Regions from separate parts of the Zea mays genome. Here region 2 is linked to region 1. The links are chromatin contacts, called in public Hi-C maps. All regions are on one chromosome and are shown on one strand. Each heading gives the region's core, a stretch centred on a gene start, on an enhancer-like site or on the middle of the called end of the contact. The rest is flanking DNA. Distances are from core to core; before and after follow the strand shown.

What was found. Hi-C and Micro-C count contacts between places; a contact is called where the count stands out from the background.
Region 2: a Hi-C map of ear shows a contact between it and region 1, with 1.8 times the contacts expected there. The contact joins two enhancer-like sites. A contact is called at or near these places in 3 of 25 Hi-C or Micro-C datasets (bundle sheath, ear and leaf).

Annotation. Positions count from the first base shown.
Region 1 is chr5:94,363,418-94,369,819 of Zm-B73-REFERENCE-NAM-5.0, reverse strand. No RefSeq gene overlaps it. Among protein-coding and RNA genes, the nearest start is that of LOC100191856, 69 kb to the right of the region's middle. Within about 2 kb of position 2,584, at least 17 of the 20 cell types and tissues checked have an H3K27ac peak or open chromatin away from gene starts, as enhancers often do. A contact at or near this core is called in bundle sheath, ear and leaf, where this site is marked.
Region 2 is chr5:94,817,544-94,823,945 of Zm-B73-REFERENCE-NAM-5.0, reverse strand. No RefSeq gene overlaps it. Among protein-coding and RNA genes, the nearest start is that of LOC103626716, 25 kb to the left of the region's middle. Within about 2 kb of position 3,430, at least 20 of the 20 cell types and tissues checked have an H3K27ac peak or open chromatin away from gene starts, as enhancers often do. A contact at or near this core is called in bundle sheath, ear and leaf, where this site is marked.

The DNA of each region.
Region 1 (6,402 bases), core at 1,335-3,834:
GTTGCACAATTAATGTGGATAACTTCGGGAGCTAACTCAAAGGATTGTGAGCAAGAGAACTTTTAGAGAGAGGGGAGAGGGAGAATCAAATCGCAAGTTAATGATCAACACAAATGAACACAACGATTTGTTTCCCGAGGTTCGGTTCCAACGAACCTAATCCCCATTGAGGAGGCCACAAAAGCCAGGTCTTTTTCAACCCTTTCCCTCCCTCAATCGATCACCTAGACCGATTGAGTGCTTCTTCTTAATCTCAAGGATCACAAAAACCCCGCAAGGATCACCACACACTTAGGTGTCTCTTGTTAGCTTTACAAGTCACTTAGAGAGTTTAGAAGGAGATGAAGAAAGCATGATTAAAAAGCCAAGCAACAAGAGCAACAAATGAAACACGAATCACACTCTCTCAAGACACTAATTACTATTGATCACTTGTCTTAATTGTGGGACTTGGAGATGATTGGAAGCTTTGAATGTGTCTTGTATTGAATTCCTTGCTCTTGTATTGAATGTGGATGTATTGAATGCTTGGATGTGCTGAATGGAGGTGGTTGGGGTTGTATTTATAGCCCCCACCAGAATTATAGTCGTTGGACAGAAAGGAGCAGCTTTCTATCGACGGGCCCACCGGACAGTCCGGTGCACACCGGACACGACACTGTTCATTGTCCGGTGCCTGCCATGTCACTCGGCCATTGGTGTCTGTAGCAGTCGAGCGTTGGATCCGCCTGCCCCTGTGGCGCACCGGACAGTCAGATGCGACCTGACGCCTGACCGTTTCTAACCTTCTGACAGTTTCTGACTCCGGTGGCAGTCGACCGTTGGCGAAGTTGACCGTTGGCCATGGGCTCACCGGACAGTCCGGTGAATTATAGCCATGGAGCGCTGAGTTTTCCCGAGAGCGGCCTGTTCGTCGGGCGCGCCAGCCTGGGCACCGTACACTGTCTGGTGCACACCGAACAGTCCGGTGCACCGCAGGCTGGTGCAAGTCTGATTCACACCATATTTATAGAAACGACCTAAGGGTCCATTTTCCTTACAGATGTATATGAACTTTATGTACCTGAGAAAAGATCAACTAGGCAAACTAGTTAGTCCATAAGTTTTGTGTAACACCCAAAATCTTATTTTTGGAATTATAAAGGCTCTCCAAAAGATTAAGCTAAAATGTCTATTTCATTATAATGTATAGAGGAAATAAATAGTGATATTCAAACTTTGGTAGTTCAAAACTTGAAGTTAAAACTTTGAACTGAGATTAAATGAGAAAAATAGAAAGATTCCAAATTGTTTAGGGAGTAAAATTATTCACTATAGTGCCTATGAAGCTATCTCTTAGTAGGAAATAAATTCAGAAATTCGTGCACAAATAAAAACATTTAGAATTATTGCCTACAGAATAATCACCAAAGGATCTAGGATGATATATTCGATTTTTTTTAGATTAGTGTATTTTATGAGTTTCATAGTAAGAGAACGTTTGTTTAATAGCTAAAACAAGATAATAAATAAATAGAAGTAAACTTTACATAACCATGCTGGACTTTTCTTAGCTGTGCATTTTAAATCCAAATTTTATTTGAGTTTGATTCGAAATATGGAAATCAAAATAGAAAAAAAGAAATAAAAAGAAAAAAAACCAAAACAACAAAAAGAAAGGAGAACCATACCTGCGTGGGCCCAAAGCCACGGGCGCGCGGCCCAATTAGCCCCGCGCGGTCGGATTCTATCACGCCCACTCGCACTAGCCACTGCCACATGGGCCCACGCATCAGCCGGAAGCCGCACCTGCGCGTTTGGACTCCCTCACTGACTATTGGGACCCATGTGTCATATTCATCCCCAACCTCACCGTGAACCTCGCAGATGGTTGCAACTAACCCCACGCGCGTGCTCGACCGAATTTGTTGGCGTCAGTTGCGATTTGGTGGGCCCCACGCAGGAGGGATCGTTCGCAGTCCGGCTCCGCATGCGTGTATAAAGGCCGGGGCCATCCTCGCTAACCTCGGCGCCGGTGCGACTGGTCCTGCTCGCCGGGGAACACCGCTGAGATCTATTCAAGCGCTCGCCGCCCTTATGTCCTCTATGCGTGGTCCTGGGCGTTCGGCTGATCGTGTCGCACGTAGGAGGCACATAGCAGGGTGAATATGGAAACCACGGTATCGGCGATTTCTCACCGATGGTCGGACGATGTCGGCGAGCCGAAATCCCATCGCGGACAGACTTCTGCGGAGGCTCCCATCCCTAGTAAGAAGCTTATATCATCTTCTATTAAGCTCTACTTGTGTTGCACCTCCTGCGTTGGGGTTTAGCCGGAGAATCGTGTCGTTGGGATGGGCTCCGGTGGTACGCCACCGCAGGGAAGACATGTGCCACTGTCCTGCCGAGCTGTGGGGGGGGGGGGGGGGGGGGGGGGGGGAGACGGGCCTATGTACGTTGATCACAAAATGAGCACTGGAGATTAGATCTAGTATCACCCCTGCGTCGGTTTGATCTAAACCGGAGATCGGGAGATGGAGGGACGGCGTTAGTATCTAGTTGTTTCAAAATCCGGGCCGTCGATCGCTCGTTGGGCGGCTCGGATTGCATACCGGTTTAGTATATATAACTTCTAATCTGAGCCACCAGAGTCTGATCGGATGGCCCTAGCTCACCCGTACCCCTTCGAGCCGTCTATTTTGCTTAAGAGCCCCTGCAGATCTAGGGTTTTAACATGCCGTCCTTGGCATGTGTAAAATAATTGGGATAGAGTCCAAGATATTTATAAGCTACCCTGTATTCTTTAGAATGGTAACAACAGTCCGTAGCTCTTGTTTTTAGTAAAAAGAATTTTAGAAAATGATTTATAACATAGAAGTAAATCACATAATATTAGAAAAAAATATAAGTTGCACATTTTAACTCCTTTTGATCCATTCCAGTGTGACACCCTAGGTGTCTATTTCGTGTTATGTTGGGAGATTTATCCTAATCTCGGATCCATTCCAGTGTGACACCCTTGGTGTCTATTTCGTGAAATGCTTAAGTGTCCTGATACAAATTGAAACTTGATAACTAAGTCATAATGATTTGAACTTGAGAAATTGGTGATAGTGTCTCTCTATGATTTTGCTTGGTGATTTAGTTAAGTGCTCTTGTGCTAGCAAACTAAAATTACTGCGTGTACAATTTTGGTTGTGCGTGTAATCTAGTTAAGTAAAATATGTGTTTTGTAGAAAAATCATATAGAAAAGTTGTACATAACTTTATTATCTTGCTCGTGTTAAAAATTGACAGCCATAAGTCTGATCGTTTAGAAGCTATGCTTTTCACATGTTCAGTAACTGAATCTGTCCAATTTCAGTACAGATTCCAGAGATTGCATTGTTTGCTTAAGTTCAGTTTAGAATCAGTCCTTATAAATTATGGTCGAGAGGGTTATTGCTTCCAGGATAGATGGTCGAGAGGGTTATTGCTTCCACAGGAGAGGACCAGGAGGAGTAGTGTGGCCAGGCTTCGCCATGTTACTCGGTTTTCTCCGTTAGTTATTTCCGCTGCATTAAAAATTTTGGTTACTGTTTCTGAAACTCTGATAATGTAATCACTAATGATACTTTCTTAATTTATGGTATTATGCTTTATTTTATTTCTCTGTGCCTCACCTTCGAGTGAGCTAGTGGTATTCGATCCTGGATAAGTGGCTTTATCGGACTAGATCCGAGGGACTAACGAGTTATTCCGGTTTAAGTGTGTTGCTACCTTTAAGGGTATGACTTGGCCACTTAAGCTGGAATAATTTGGACGGTTTCGCCATAGCTGGTATCGGAGCGAGTACCACTTCAGAGAAGTCAATAAGTCATGAATACCAACTTTTTAAAAGTAAAACTTGCTTAGAAACCAATGTTGGATAGATCGTCAGGACGGTAAAGATAAACCTATGACGTGAAGCCTTAGGGAATAGATGGGTAGCTTGGTGGCTATTTATATAGGCCATAAAGGCTACTACTACTATTAATAAGGATGTTGTAGAAGCACCCGAAAAAGTAGTTAGGTCTGAGAAGACGTCTAGAATGAGCATGCATCATGATTGTCGCATTATAATTGTCTCTTGTGCACCAACATGCTTCTCTCACCTTCATTCTAATAATAAGAACTTGTGAATATTTTAACGCACTGCTATGTTAGGAACTTAAGAAATGCCTTACCTCGTGTCAGATTGGTAAGTCTTGTTAGGTCGTGTTATGTGTTTCACTTGTCTTGCTATCTAGGTGGTATTGTAATTGTTCAACCCTTTTTGCAAAAAAAATGTTGTCCATCCTCCTCATGAAAAGACCCCCAAACAACCTTGAGTTTAGCAAGTGAAACCTCTTAAAAAATCATGCTTATGTTGGTATTCTCTACCCCTTGTGTGTTGTACCCTTGAAGTTACACCTGCACGGTTTGTGGATCCCCATAGCTTGACCGCTAGACCAACCCAAGTCTCCTTGTGCACTTGTTACGTCAAAAAATTGTTGTTTGGTGTCTAGTTGCACAAACCCTATCAAGGCCGTGTTTCTTTCCATCGATCATGTCCCGAATCTTCATAGCATTTGTTCTGCTCATCCTAGCAGATCTTGTTTTCCTACCTCTCCTTTCCAAATCTGGTAATCATTTTCCTTGTGAATCATGTTGTGGCCTTATCATCCAAATCTCCGGATCCTTTAATGATTCTGCCCTATTATCTGGTTATCTGCTATAACCTGTTCTCAAGTATCGTATGTTGATCTGCCTAAATCTCTCATTTCTGGTCAGTCTCATACCCCCTTCTCCGAGGATCATGACGTTGTTTTATCAAATTTTATCTTTAAACAGTGTATCCATTTAGTTCAATGGATGTTGCTGTTGTCCTTGGTTTTCTGATGTCTCTAAAAGCTCATCAATCCTGATCTCATGGTTGGTTCCTCCGCATATCCACTCCCGTATAAATCTCTGACTTCATAATCACCGTGACAATCATAAAAGAGTATATGGAGTTGAATAAGATTCTCATGCGTTGCTCTTTTTGCCAAAAATCTATGTTTCAACTCCTGTCATGATCTTATTTTTCAAGCCATACTCTCAAGGGCTCCATCCATTTATGCCACATGGATTTATCGTTGGTTGTGTTTGGTAATTGTGTTATGACTAACGACTGATGGTGCCCCGACTAAACCGAGAGCCTCCTATGGGTGCACACATAAGGTTGAGCTGCTCGGCACGCGCTGGTATCACGGTTAATAGTCATGATCCATTACGAGACTATACCGATGTGCTATCTTTTGTGGACATTCTCTTAGAATGATCGTGGCATTTTATCTCAATATGTCACGATATTTGGTCCAAATCTATATTCCGTATCTTGTCAGATACCATCTCATGAATTTGCATTTACCTTCAGCCTGGGAGTTACATGCTTCTCCACCCTTAAGGATCCTCATTTGAATCTCGGGACGAGATTCTGTTAAGGGGGAAGGTTGTGACACCCCAGGTGTCTATTTCGTGTTATGTCGGGAGATTTATCCTAATCTCAGATGCTCAGTGAAAATTTCTATTTCTCGATTGCATCTATCTCTATTCATGAAGTTACTCATGAATGTTTCACCAAATTTGGAATTACTCGATCTCAAGAACAACCAAATTTGGAGCCTGTTAAAACTTTTATTTCTCGTAGCAAATGCAAATTCGAAAGTCAATCTCGTCTCGCGACTCCTGTCCAGACTCTTTTAATCGGACTCCCGACAGTTGTGATGTTATCCGAACTATGTTCGAATCCGCATTCTCCAGCGGAATCTCTATTGTGTCAACCTCTAATTATTTTTATGCAAATAAGCTTGTTATCTTTATGTCATCATTCATTTCTATTTATCAAGTGTATTCTAAAGAATTCTAGAAGTTTAAAGCAAATACTCATATGAAAAGATGAATCCTATACCTGCTTGAAACTTCTCGTTTGGATAAATGCAAAATTTGAAATTCAACCAAACCTTATAATATTACTAAAACAACTCTATATCAACTCTACAATAAAAGTTATTAAGGGTTCATGTTGAGAAAATGTCGAGAAAATACCCCGATTGCCTTAAAAATATAGTTTGAAGCTTTATAATGATGCTATCTTGACCAAAGTAAAAATTTAATTTATATTCAAGATATGATGTTTGACCTTTAATAAAAGTTGTAGAACCTGTGTTATACAACAAATGTTTTATTTAAACCAAGCCTTGATTCAATTTCTAAGTACCTCAAACAGTGCCATCAAGACAGAATAAAAATCTGATTTCAGGATTCGAATTCTTCTGAGTCTGAAATCAGCGTCGTTTGGGTCGACGTCTCGCGTTCCCAAATTTTTGTTAAACAACTCAAGTTTCCCTAAATATAAAAGTTGTTAATAACTAATAGAGGCAC
Region 2 (6,402 bases), core at 2,181-4,680, 450 kb before region 1:
TCTTGGTCAAGCGAAAGTCTATGGCTTGTTACTCTTGGTGATCGGCATCACCTAGACGGCTTGGTGGCGTTGGGAGCTCGGTGATCACCGTGAAGATCTTGTTGGTGACCCGACTCAAGTTTGTAAGCGGTCTCGAGGGATCCACCGCGCCGGAGTGGCAAAGGATCATCTCGTAGTGAGCACTTGGTTCTTGCGAGGACCAAGGGGGAGCGATACCCTTGCGCGGGTGCTCCAACGAGGACTAGTGGAGAGCGCCGACTCTTCGATACCTCGGGAAAAATTGGAGGAGTCTTCTAAACTTTGCTTTACATTCCGCACTTAATTCAAGCTATTTACTTTGTGTATTTGTTTAGCAAGTATTTGAAGCATTGTTTTAGCCTTGTTACATTTCTAGTATTATTTTCTTAGTGCTAGTTGTTGGGGTGAAGTTGGGCTCTTGTTTAGCTCTTGCTTAGGTTTTAATTAGTGTTGATTTTTAGAAAAGCCCAATTCACCCCCCCTCTTGGGCATCGTGATCCTTTCACTAACAACCGCGTAACGCGCGAATTTTATGTGAAAAATGCCATGACTTATGACTGAGACGAGCGAGGGCTGGGTGTCTCTTGAAATAATTTTTTCTGTTTTAAAAACTCGTTTAATGTTTATGAAAATACTTTTCACTAGCGATTTTCTTAACTCAACTGCCAGTGAAATCGATTTTCACTGGCGGTTCTTAGTTATCCGCCTGTAAAATGATAATTTCTACTGGCTCCTAGCACCGGCGGTTCCAAGAAACACTAGTGAAAATTGGTTCACAACCGCCGCTATAGAGCGTCTGTGTACTAATGGAACGGGCTCGATCGGTGCCTCTACTGTTGATGTTGATGGTGCCTCGTTACCCGCTCGTTATCATGCATATGATCGTGTGCGAAATAATGTTTGCACCACATATAATAGTGTTTGTTGAGCGGGGTTTGATATAGAAAACAAGATAGAGAATGGGATATACTCCCTCCAGGTCTAAAATTCTTGACGAGAAGTCATTAACTAGAGTGCATGTTTCCCGTTTTACCTTTAGTAAATAAGGTCGTGTGGCATTGGAGGTCATTATATTCTCTTAGCTCATGTGGTTGGAAAGACATTTTTGAAGCCTACGGTCTCCGGTTCAACTCCTGGCCGTGCATTAGAGGCCCTTTTTTCGCGATGGGATTTATTTTGCTGCATCCGTCATTTTTTTCGTTCGCGCCAATGTTGCCGCTGCATGCCATTTTTTTCGCGCCAATGTTGCCGATGCGTGGATGTAATCCGGCTAGCTATCACTAGATGCATTGCAAACGTACTGGTGCCAGATATCCAAAATAATCCAGCTAACCAGATACTACTACTCTACTACTAACTGTGGTGCTTGTTCATGATGGATTTGAATATGGAACCACCGAACAATGAAATTGGTAATGCCGGTCTTCATTTTCTTTTCTTTTTAGCTCGTGACAAAGTGTCTATGCTGCTCCACAATTTCAGCATGTTTAATACGCATGCATGCAGAGAAAATAAGGAGCCCCATGTAGCAAGGGGAATTAAATGCGCAACATTGGTGCACGCTAAGCGCGCATGCAGGGGCAAAAACGGCTAAATTTGCATGCAAAAGCTAAAACATCAAAATTTTTGATCCATTCCTTCGTTGCCTTAAACGTCAATTTAGACTAGAGGGAGTAGGAGAGCTGCTGGAGACGATAGCCTTAGCGCTGTCCGTCATATATACTTGGTTCCTCTCCTTTGTTTTCTTAAGCTAGCTATAGTACACCCCGCAGGTTAATTAGTTACTACATACTCGTAGTGCTAGCTAGGTACCCCGGATTATCCTAGATTAGATCTGTGTACGTGGACAGTAGCATATGAGACGCAAGAGACTCACCAACCACCCACCGCCTTCTGATTCCCTTGCGTCCGCATGCTTCTCCAACCGAGCAGAAAGTGTTGGTGGGTAGGAGTACATGTACTTGGAGAAGTGGGAGATCTCCTCTGCTGCTGCGCTGGGTCCTCACTTGTGCCGCACCGCACGGGGAACATGTGCTTCTTGTGCTGTGCCAGTGCCATGCATGCATCCAACTGTTCCTTACGTAAGTGTGTGCGTGAGCGCGTGGTCAGGGCGCTCGGTCGGTCGGTCGCGGCGCGTTCATGCCTGAAAAATCGCCGTCGAGATGCGCGCGCGCGTGGCTCCACTCCACTCCACCGGGGCTTCTTCTGATCTGATTAATTAATAAATAAATTAATAAGCACGCTCTCGCCGCTCGGCCAGGTTGCATGCACGAGTTGTCCGGTGCGTGTCGGCACGGGCATGGGCGCATGACGCGGAGTCCACGCTACCAGGCCCCGCCGACGCCGACGCCGACGTGATAGATGGCGTCGTCCTGTGTCCTGCAAAAAGATCCTGCTGTCCTTGTTCAGAAAACAAAAAAGAAATCCTCCTGTCCACGGCGACGACGCGCTCTGCCAGCCAGACGCTGCACCTGCATGCACGCACCAAACCACCGGCTTTGCTCGCGCTGGTGTGGCACGTGCGTGCTAGCAGTGGCAAGTCTGTTTGGTTTGGAGTAATCAGGTATTAGGGTTTTTGCAGAATTAAGGTTATGACAATTGGTTGAGTATGAAGGGAAAAATACCATGGTGTTCAGAAGCATTTTCTTGAGATTAATCTCAGAGCTTTGTACATGCCATGCACCTTTGTGATATCGCAATCTTGTACCAAAGATATTCATTCTTTGATATCACACCGTCTTGGTCGAGGGAGGGGCGACACATGTTTTGCCCTTATTAAATAAGATGTTTAGTATATTCTATATGAGAAATTATCATCATAGGTGTACTGGCTAGTAGTGCCAGGAGTTGCAAGACAAGACGTCGCATATTTTTTCCTCATATGAAACATACCAAACACCCTATTTAAAAAATAAGAGTATAGAGACGAGGGGGTCTTTTTTGCCCCTATACTCGGCGGCAGGTCCCCTAGGGATCCTGGTGCCAAAAAAATGCAAAAATATTCATAATTGAGCCTCTGTAGTCCATTATTGGGACGGTAGCCACTCATTTTTTTTTCGCAATATTTCAGTTCTGGAGTATAGTTTTAAAATCTAAATATTTTAAATGAAAAAAAGCGCAACACTAGTGCATAGCGGGGTAACAGGCCACGAGCAATGGGCCATATAAAGCCCATGTACGGATGTAAGAAGCGGTCAGCCCAAATAAGTGAATTACGGTTCCTTCTTCTCGCTCGTGACCAACATCGTTCGCAGGTAATTGTCGTACCTGGTCAGCCCAAATAAGTGTAATTGTATCTAAAGACCATCTTTTACGGCCTTATGTTTTTTTTGGGGTGATAGATTACTCCATTTGTTGGCCCATCACTGCTAAAGAGGCCGAGTGGATCGAGCTCTCGCGAAGGAGCTGGCCAGCTGGGCAGTCTGTATTATGTGGGCCAAGTCTCCAGGCCTGTAAGGAAAAAGTTAAGCCTCCCACCCGGGCGCGCACCGCTCACCGACGACCACCGGATCCACATCGCCTGAATATGACCAGGTAATCTCTTGTTTGCGTTATTAATTATCCACCTTAAAAACTTATCCTGACCTTTTCAGTAAAAAAAAAACTATCAACCAGAAAAAAATGCAGATTACGATACTGAAAGTGCTACGCTTGATCTTGGCTGCTTATTGCAATCGTACACCTGGAGAAGGTCGACTCGCCGAACAATCTGACCTGTTGTAGTTGTAGGCCATGAAGAATGAAGGCAGTCAGTTTGGCAAGCACCGTTCCACCACGTGTCATCCACTGACCGTACTAGATTCCAGACGAGTTGATAGCAGTACAACTGTTAACTGAAAACAAGTTTGCTTGAGAGCAGCGACCACCGTGCATAAATTCTTGCTCCGCGGCGCAAGTCAGCATGACTGCTGTACATATGTAGACGAGGTGCTCAGCAGCAGAAGCTTCAAGGCAAGCTACACTAGTAAGTAACAAAGCTCCCCCAAGTTTGCTCCTTTGAACTGCTACTGCTCCGTTCCGTTTCCAGCACACCAGAACGCGACAAATGCCCCCACCCCAAAGCCATGGCATCATTGGCGAGATGGGCTGGGTGTACGTGTGTGGGCTCCATGAGAGGAATTATTGTGGAGCAATCCAACTTGACTTTGACCACCTGTCTGTCAAACGGTGCTTACCCAAGTGCAGTCTTTATGCGACATTTCTCTCCGCCTTGTATCATGGATCTCCCTCTCCAGTGGTCCTAGCAGCTTATCATGGACTGTGCACCTCAGTGCCAGAAAGTTGGCTTCTCGGTGGATTAACGAGAAGAAGCGTCATCTGCCAAGCGTCAACAAGTTTATCTGCCCCCCCGGTCAAAATAAGAATCAAAACAAAAGGAAAAAGAAAGCCGGCTTGGAAGGACATTAATGGCTGATTCGGTGAACAGAGATCACGAGCGGATCTATAGAGAGGAATCCACTTTCTATTCAAAATTGAATAGCAAGAAAATTACTTACATAGATACTTTCATGATCTCTATGCACCAAACCAGCCATAAAGGTGGGTTTGGTTGAACGTACAAGGGGACAGCTATATTTTCTATGGTATTTGAATGAGAGTTACGTAGGAAGTGAGATGAACACCGGATCGATTTTTGGTAGCGACGTGATCCAAAAAATCGAGTGGATGATGTCACCCCCTCATACTACTTTAACTTCAAACCAAACACATCCTAAGGTGATTGTTTAGCCAGGCGCTCATATTTCAGCACCATCGATCCTACTTTTGCTTCGAGACCTGACATGAGTGGCAACCGAAAATTCAATTTACTAGCTACTGGCCATCGGACGCAACATGTTTCATCGCTCCCTTATCTCTGTTTGCTTTTCTTGACAGTGACAGGAGGAGTTGTCATATGGCACGCCCAATGGTGGCTTTGCATCTATTCTCTTCTGAAAAGGAAACCATGATGCATAGGTGTCAAAACATGTATGGGCTACTGTTCTATCCAAACCAGCTTCACTTGTCACCTAGAGCTCTTGAAGTCACGCACAGTTTTTCTTCTTAGGTAGCATGAGAGGACTTGTTGCAACTGACCCAGCGCTTTCTTGGCTAGCTAGCGATTAGTCGTACATCACCTTCCTGGATGCTGGACTGCTGGTCCTGATCGCACACGTCTGTGAACGGATCGGATCTCCAGCTGTGTTGGTTAGATAGCTATAGTAGTACTTCTCAGGTTTTGAGTAGAAATGAATTTTTAGATTGAGGTTTTAAAAAATCTTCTCGCCCGTCTCACGTCAAAGCATAGTTATAAGGCATATGCTTAAAACTTGGTCCTTCTCATACTCATACCACAACATAGATCTAATGTTTGACCTTGTGGTGGTTATTCTTATATGAGCTACAAGCCGCTTTGAAAGGGCAGAGCAAGGGTTATTTTTTAACATGTGCGATCTGAGAAGGTTTCTCTTAGCAAAATATCTGTTTGGACACATCTGTAGCACCTTTTTACACTCAACAGGATATATGATGTCGATGCACCCACCACGTAGGTGTCAACACGAGGAAGCTAGCTACATCTGCACCACCTTATAGGAAAATACAGTTAATCTATATTCCAAGGCGTAAAAGAAGATAGTTGCACTGTGCAAGTCACTGTGGATAAAGCTGGGTGATCTGCACACTGATGATATTGTAGCATGTTGCAATGGACCTAAGAAACTAGCTCGTGTGGCTCTAGAAAGGAGAAATGAAATGGAATAGAAAAGAAGATAGTATAAAAAATAAAAGAAAGAAACTACTTTTTTTTCTGCACATGTGATTAAAGTAGAAAACTCTCCCAGATCTATTGAACTGCAACCTCCTTACTGCTGTTTGTTATGATCTGACGTCTATATATGTCCTGTACTGGCCAGCAATGAATAAAATTTGAGTGGACACACTACATAGTAGCAGAAAATATATAAAAAAAGTCATGTGAAATCCTTTGTTTTAAGAACATTCTATGGATTCCCATGTGTTCTAATGAGCAAAAAACTGTGTTACCGCTACCACTCTTTATCGTGTCTATGTTAGTTCTACCCAGTAGTCTGACTTTGTTAAGCTGTGTATGTATTATATATAGTTTGTAGGCTACTTCTGCTACAGCTCTGTTTTCAAATGTGAATTAAGAAAGGCCATGTCATTATCCCAACTGATTAGGTTTGGATTGCCTCATACATGCGAAGGTTTTGAGAAGATTTGACAGTACCAAGATCCAACTATATAGTCTGAATATTAGAATCGGTGTAGAATTCTTTTCTTTTTTTGAAAGAGGTGGAGAATTCTTAAGAGACCTGGTAAAAAAACAGAAAGTTTAACCATTTTTGTTGTTTCTTGCAGGCTGCATTGATCTGAAGCTATGAT